Linked DNA regions of Triticum aestivum: region 1 is linked to region 2. A link is a contact called in public Hi-C data. All regions are on one chromosome and are shown on one strand. The core of a region is the stretch at or near the end of the contact, and the rest is flanking DNA. Distances in the headings are between cores, read along the strand shown. Region 1 holds the start of LOC123069313. Region 2 holds the start of LOC123065203 (mitochondrial arginine transporter BAC2).

The links. A called contact is a pair of places that touch in the nucleus more often than the background predicts.
Region 1: a contact with region 2 is called in a Hi-C map of leaf, with 5 times the contacts expected there. The contact joins the promoter of LOC123069313 here to the promoter of LOC123065203 in region 2. A contact is called at or near these places in 2 of 5 Hi-C or Micro-C datasets (both in leaf).

Annotation. Positions count from the first base shown.
Region 1 is chr3B:192,564,019-192,566,718 of IWGSC CS RefSeq v2.1, forward strand. It overlaps LOC123069313, which reads right to left and starts at 1,438. Exons shown (of 8, transcript XM_044492142.1): 1 at 1,107-1,438; 2 at 965-1,027; 3 at 723-881; 4 at 465-647; 5 at 247-377. The coding sequence starts at 1,334.
Region 2 is chr3B:192,133,891-192,136,590 of IWGSC CS RefSeq v2.1, forward strand. LOC123065203 (mitochondrial arginine transporter BAC2) reads right to left here and starts at 1,292. Exons shown (of 2, transcript XM_044488552.1): 1 at 494-1,292. The coding sequence starts at 769.

The DNA of each region.
Region 1 (2,700 bases), core at 188-2,687, 430 kb after region 2:
TTTATTACGCAAATGTAAGGTCAAATTTTGACTCAAAATATGAGGGGGCCTAATAAACCCGGACGGAGGGAGTATGTGTGATGGCACCAGTACTAGTCATTTGGAATATATTAGTTGTAAAACTGCCCTACAATAGCAACTGTTGGAATGTGTAGGCTTAGGTCTATGCAATCTACATAGGAGTTCTACCACAACACGTAAGAGTTACATGCAAATTGTAGATGGCAAATCAATAAGTAGACTAACATTTCCCATCGGCGATCAAGCACATCAAACTGCTGCTGCAATTTCTCTTCTTGCCAAACTAAGTGTAAGGTATCACAGTCAAACTTCGAGACGGCAGGAGCATGAGCAGAGACAAGTGGAAACTTCACACCCTGAAGCTAGCCACCCAACTTAAGTATTAACACATGAGGGAATTCACTGCAACAAAGCCACAGAAAATGGAACAGAAAATCGTGAACCTCGACAGGGTCTTCCTTCCTGATCGCAAGATACCGTGCTTTCCCACGTTGCGTCAAGTAACATAACGCTGCATGAGCATCCTCCTGCCCGTAAAAGAAGCTATTGAATTTAGTCAAAGTAATGACACATGTTGATGTCCAATGGGAGCCTCTCAGCTGCGAAGCAATGTCCTCAAACCGTTCCTGCAATTGAATAGCAGGGCATCAAATCAGCATACTAACACTCTTAACAACATTGCCTGAAAAAGGAATTTATACCTCAACCAAAGATCTAAACACAAGGATGTCCTCCTGTACAATCGGACGCCTTGAGATAGCCATCTGGCTCACCCTCCTGACAAGCTGATACAAGCCGCCTGCGGTCGGAACAATTAGCTCGGATTTAAGCAGTATCTCCCCATCGGCACGCATCTCCTCCTGAAATGTCCAGAAAAAATTTGTCACTAGCTCACGCCGATAGCACACGCTGTACATACAGTGAGGTTGTTGTAGAAACTGACCAGAACTTGCGGCAAGCAGAGCGGCGTGATGCCTCCGGGGCGGGCAAACCAAACGCTCGTCACCTGCGGCAGTGGCCGTCGCCGTCATGGTCTCAGGAGAGAAAGCAAACGAACCCTCGCATTTGAGGTGGCGGTCACTTACCAAGTGGGCGGGGGCGGAGCAGAGGCGGAGGCGTCGGGCGACGCGCAGGAGGAGGTCCTTCCAGAAGAGGAGCTTGGGCTCGGGCCAGTCGCGGCGCTGCCCCGTGAAGGCCTTGAACCTGGCGTGGAGGTCGGCGCCGTCTGGATCGTCCCACCAGCTCGCACCGCCCATCTCCGCTCGCACCGCCGCCTCCCACCCTTCTCCTCCCTCGCCATCGTTGGATGCCATAATCAAACTCCGGCGCCTCGGTGGCACGCGAGATGTCGCTGCGGCGGTGGGCTCGCCGGGGAAGGGAACGAACTGCAAAAGAGATTGGAAGAGAACAAAGGGCTGTGCTCTTCTTTTTTTTTTTTTTTGAGGGGAACAAAGGGCTGTGCTATACGCTGCTTCGTGCGAGCGTTAAGCACGGGGCCGCCCACAGCGCTGCCTGAACGTCCCGCAATCGGTGCGGCCCACCTTACAATGTTTCTTGTTTTTCTGGAATTCTGTTAAATAATATAAAAACAATCATGTGTATTCAGTGGAATAAAAATACTCATGTGTTATAATAATATGCACACATAAAACTTTATTAGTTATAATCCCCCGTAAAAATGTATTTATGAAACAATTATGCATTTAAAAATTATTCACGTATTAAAAGATATCCATGTAAAAAAGTGTTCACACATTTTAAAAGATAATCGTATATTTTTATAAAAATGTTTACGTATTTTAGGAAAATATCCGTATAATAATAGAAAGGTCATCTATTTTATAAAAACTTACGCAATTTGAGAAAAATGTTAGTTAAATTTAAAGGACATTCCATTTTTTAACAAAGGTTCCATGTAAATAAAAGTGTTTATGTAATTTTTTAAAATCCATTCGATTAAAAAGTGTACACATAATTCCAAAATATTTCCTGTAATTTAAAAGTGTTTTGTAGTTTCAAAAAAGTGTTTATGAATTTTAATAATGCACAAATAATTAAAAAGTATTTATGAAGTTTAAAATATATTAATGTGATTTTTAAAAAGTGCTCAGGCATTTAAGAGAAAAATGCATATTAATGAAATACTCCCTCTTTCTCGAATTATGTGATTTTTAAAAAGTGCTCAGGCATTTAAGAAAAAATGCATATTAATGAAATACTCCCTCTGTCCCGAATTACGTGTCTTAGATTTGTCTATATATGGATGTATCTAGACATAAGAAAATACTTTTGGGATGGAGGTAATAGAAATTAATATATTTTTACAAAAGAGAAAATGGTAAACCATAAAAAATAAAAAATAAAAATAATAGGAAAGACCCCAAAACTCGAAATTGTAAAATCAAGAAAGAAAAGATAAAACTAGAAAGTAAGATAGCTGAAAAAACATAAAAAGTGAGTGATTAATTAAGACAAGACGCACAACATTTCCTTGCAACGTGTTTGACAGCCTGAGAGAAGTGGGATGAGATTTAGGCTTTGGAAAAAAGATTATCCATCTCAAACCCATGTTTGATGTGTGGTGGAAATTTACTAGTGGGAATTTTTCCATCCCACCTGAAACTAGGAAAGGGATATGTGGAAATTAGCCTCACCTCCTTTTATTTTCCTTCTGAACTT
Region 2 (2,700 bases), core at 42-2,541:
CGTTGGCCAAATGGCCAGTGTTAGGCAGCATAGTACGTTCCGACACAGGCCTAATCACGAGTAAACATGAAACATGTGCATGGCCGTACGCTAAGCCGCCACACCATGTGAACCACCGGAATGAGCGCGACGCAACGATACACGTAAAGGAAGCAAAGGCGGAGGATGCAAAACTACAAGACTTCAAATGCGCCAAGCAAGAGGAGAAACAAATGATCTTTTCGTAGTACACGCAAAGTGACGCCGTCCTATATGATAGCTAGCTCATCTACTATCCTAAAAAGAACTAGCTCATTTACTTAGTCGTGTCATAGATGTTCACGTCGTGTAGTAGTACCATCTATTTGAACACTTTCTTCTCGAAAACGATATTTGCAAACTTTTGGAAAAAGGAAGACGTGACCAAAGAATTCACGATCTCATGGACTCCACACGCCGGCCGGCCGGCCTAATTGCGTGAAACGTTTTACGTTCCTAAAACTGGCTGGCTCACCTGGAAGGCGACGGAGGCGAGGGGCGCGCCCATGCCGCGGTAGAGCGCGGAGGGGCCCTCGGCGCGGAGGATGCCGCGCAGCAGCGCGACGGCGGAGGGCGGGCGCGTCACCCGCGCGGCGGTGATCCCGGGGCTCACGGGCCGCGGCGGCTGCTGCAGGCGGATGCGGAGCGTGTCCAGCGGGTGGCCCGCCAGCACGCCGGCCATGCCGCCAACGCCTCCCGCCACGAACTCATGCCCGCCGCTGCTCGCCAAGAACTCGGGCCAGAACTCCATCGACACGGTCCGGCCAAACGACGACGATGACGACCATCCACGGACCAGACCACCGCCCCCCTCGAATCGCCGCTCCCTCGGGCGCCCTCGCGCGGGGGAATGGACCCGATCGTATATACAGGCAGGATCGGCCGGCCAAGAAAAGCACCCGGATCTCCCGCTTCCCTTTTGGTGCCGATTCCAAAAGCGGAAAAGGACTCTCTATCCGCACGGACTCGTTGGAGAGCAGGGGCGGAACCGAGGAACACGGACGGCCGGCCTGACGCGCGGCGTGTGCGGCGGTGGATGAAGGGAACTTTCCGCGTGGGTGAATTGGTAGGGCACGGGCGGCAATGGCACGGCGGGAGGAGGAGAAGAAGAGCGGGAAGAGAAGTGAGGACATGTAGTGGGAGAGGGATGGCGGGTGGCGGTATTTGTGGGCACGGGGAGTGAGCGCGAAGGAAACGGACAAGCACTCTGTTCCCGAGCGTCCGTCCCAACCTGAATACGTTGCTGCTCTGCTCTGCTTTGCTTGCCTAGTGCAGTGGAAGTGGAGTGGAGTATTTGCCGAGGCTTGCGTATGGGGCGGGCGCAGGCCGAACCGTCGTATTTGCCCCATGACGTGCCAGTGTATCACGCCCAATTAGGGCATGTACAATGGGGCAACACCTTGTAGCTGCCCCATCGTTCAGGTAGGTTAAGTGTATGAATTTTCTGTCCCCAATGCAGCCAGAGCTTGAGCGGACCACACCTTCGTCTTTTTTTTGTTCTCTCTTACTTTTTCATCTACATATGCATAATCCCTCTCACTACCGGTTCCTCTCTGCTGCTTTCTTTCATCTTTTTGGACGAGGCACCCGACTCCCCTGCAAGAGCTCGTTCGGCCCCTGCAAGCACTACCTTTTCCCCCTCTTTCCTCCACATCAGCAACTTTTTGGATGGGGCCGCACTCCAAGTTGGAGTGTTGGCCATGCCCTTAGAATGTAGCCTACTTTTTTGTTTCATCCTACTCCCTTGGTTCCATAATTTCGAACTAAAGGCACACCAAAAAATTATGAAACGGAGGGAGTACTTCATGTTTGCTTTTTGTTGATAGTATTGAGCAAGATTATACAACAAGGAAGGGTCCTGGGTTAGTACTTGGTAACCCTCTGTTTCCTTTTTTATGCGGGGAAGGCATAGTGGTCCCTCTTCGTGAACCCTGTATCTGAATGCTATGTTAGGGTATCTCCAAAGTCGGCCCTTAAATTGTCCGTGAACATCCGAGACGAGTTGTCCGAACGCAGTTCACCATTCAACATCGTCCCGCATACGTATGAGGTATGGCTGTCTGAAATCCCACAACCTAGACGCAAAGTTGCAGGAGCTTTGCAGGCGTTCAGACCTTCGCCATGTAGTACTCCAACATCCGTGGCCCACCCAAAACCCATCTAGAGCCCACGTCTTCATTCACACCCCCGTGTTCTGCTTTGGTTTCCTCCGTGGCCGTCACCGTCACCGTACCACTCTGGACGCCCGCCAAAGCCTTACCGGACCTCCGTTGCTCCATCATGTCACCACACCGCTTTGCCTACTTCACCATTCCACCTCTCGCCCATCCGCCACGCAGGTACCATCCGCTCCTATGGATGTCGTCCATGGGTGTCACCACCTCCGGCAAGTGTTTGACCAAATGTTAGTGCTAAAATTTTGACATTTCTCTCTCTTCTTTGAGGCAATGGATTCGGACTTGAAGTACTTGTATGAGAACTGCACTGAGCCGACTCATCCGACGAGGAGGAGTATGTGGATGAAATGGCGATGATACATGCGATCCTTGCAAATGCGGAGCATGCTCTCAATTTCAAGGGAGTGATCAAGGGTCATCGATCGCTAAATCAAAACAGTGCACGAGGGCATTTGATGCTGATGGGCGACTACTTTGCCCCCGATGCCCTATTCATAGACAATTT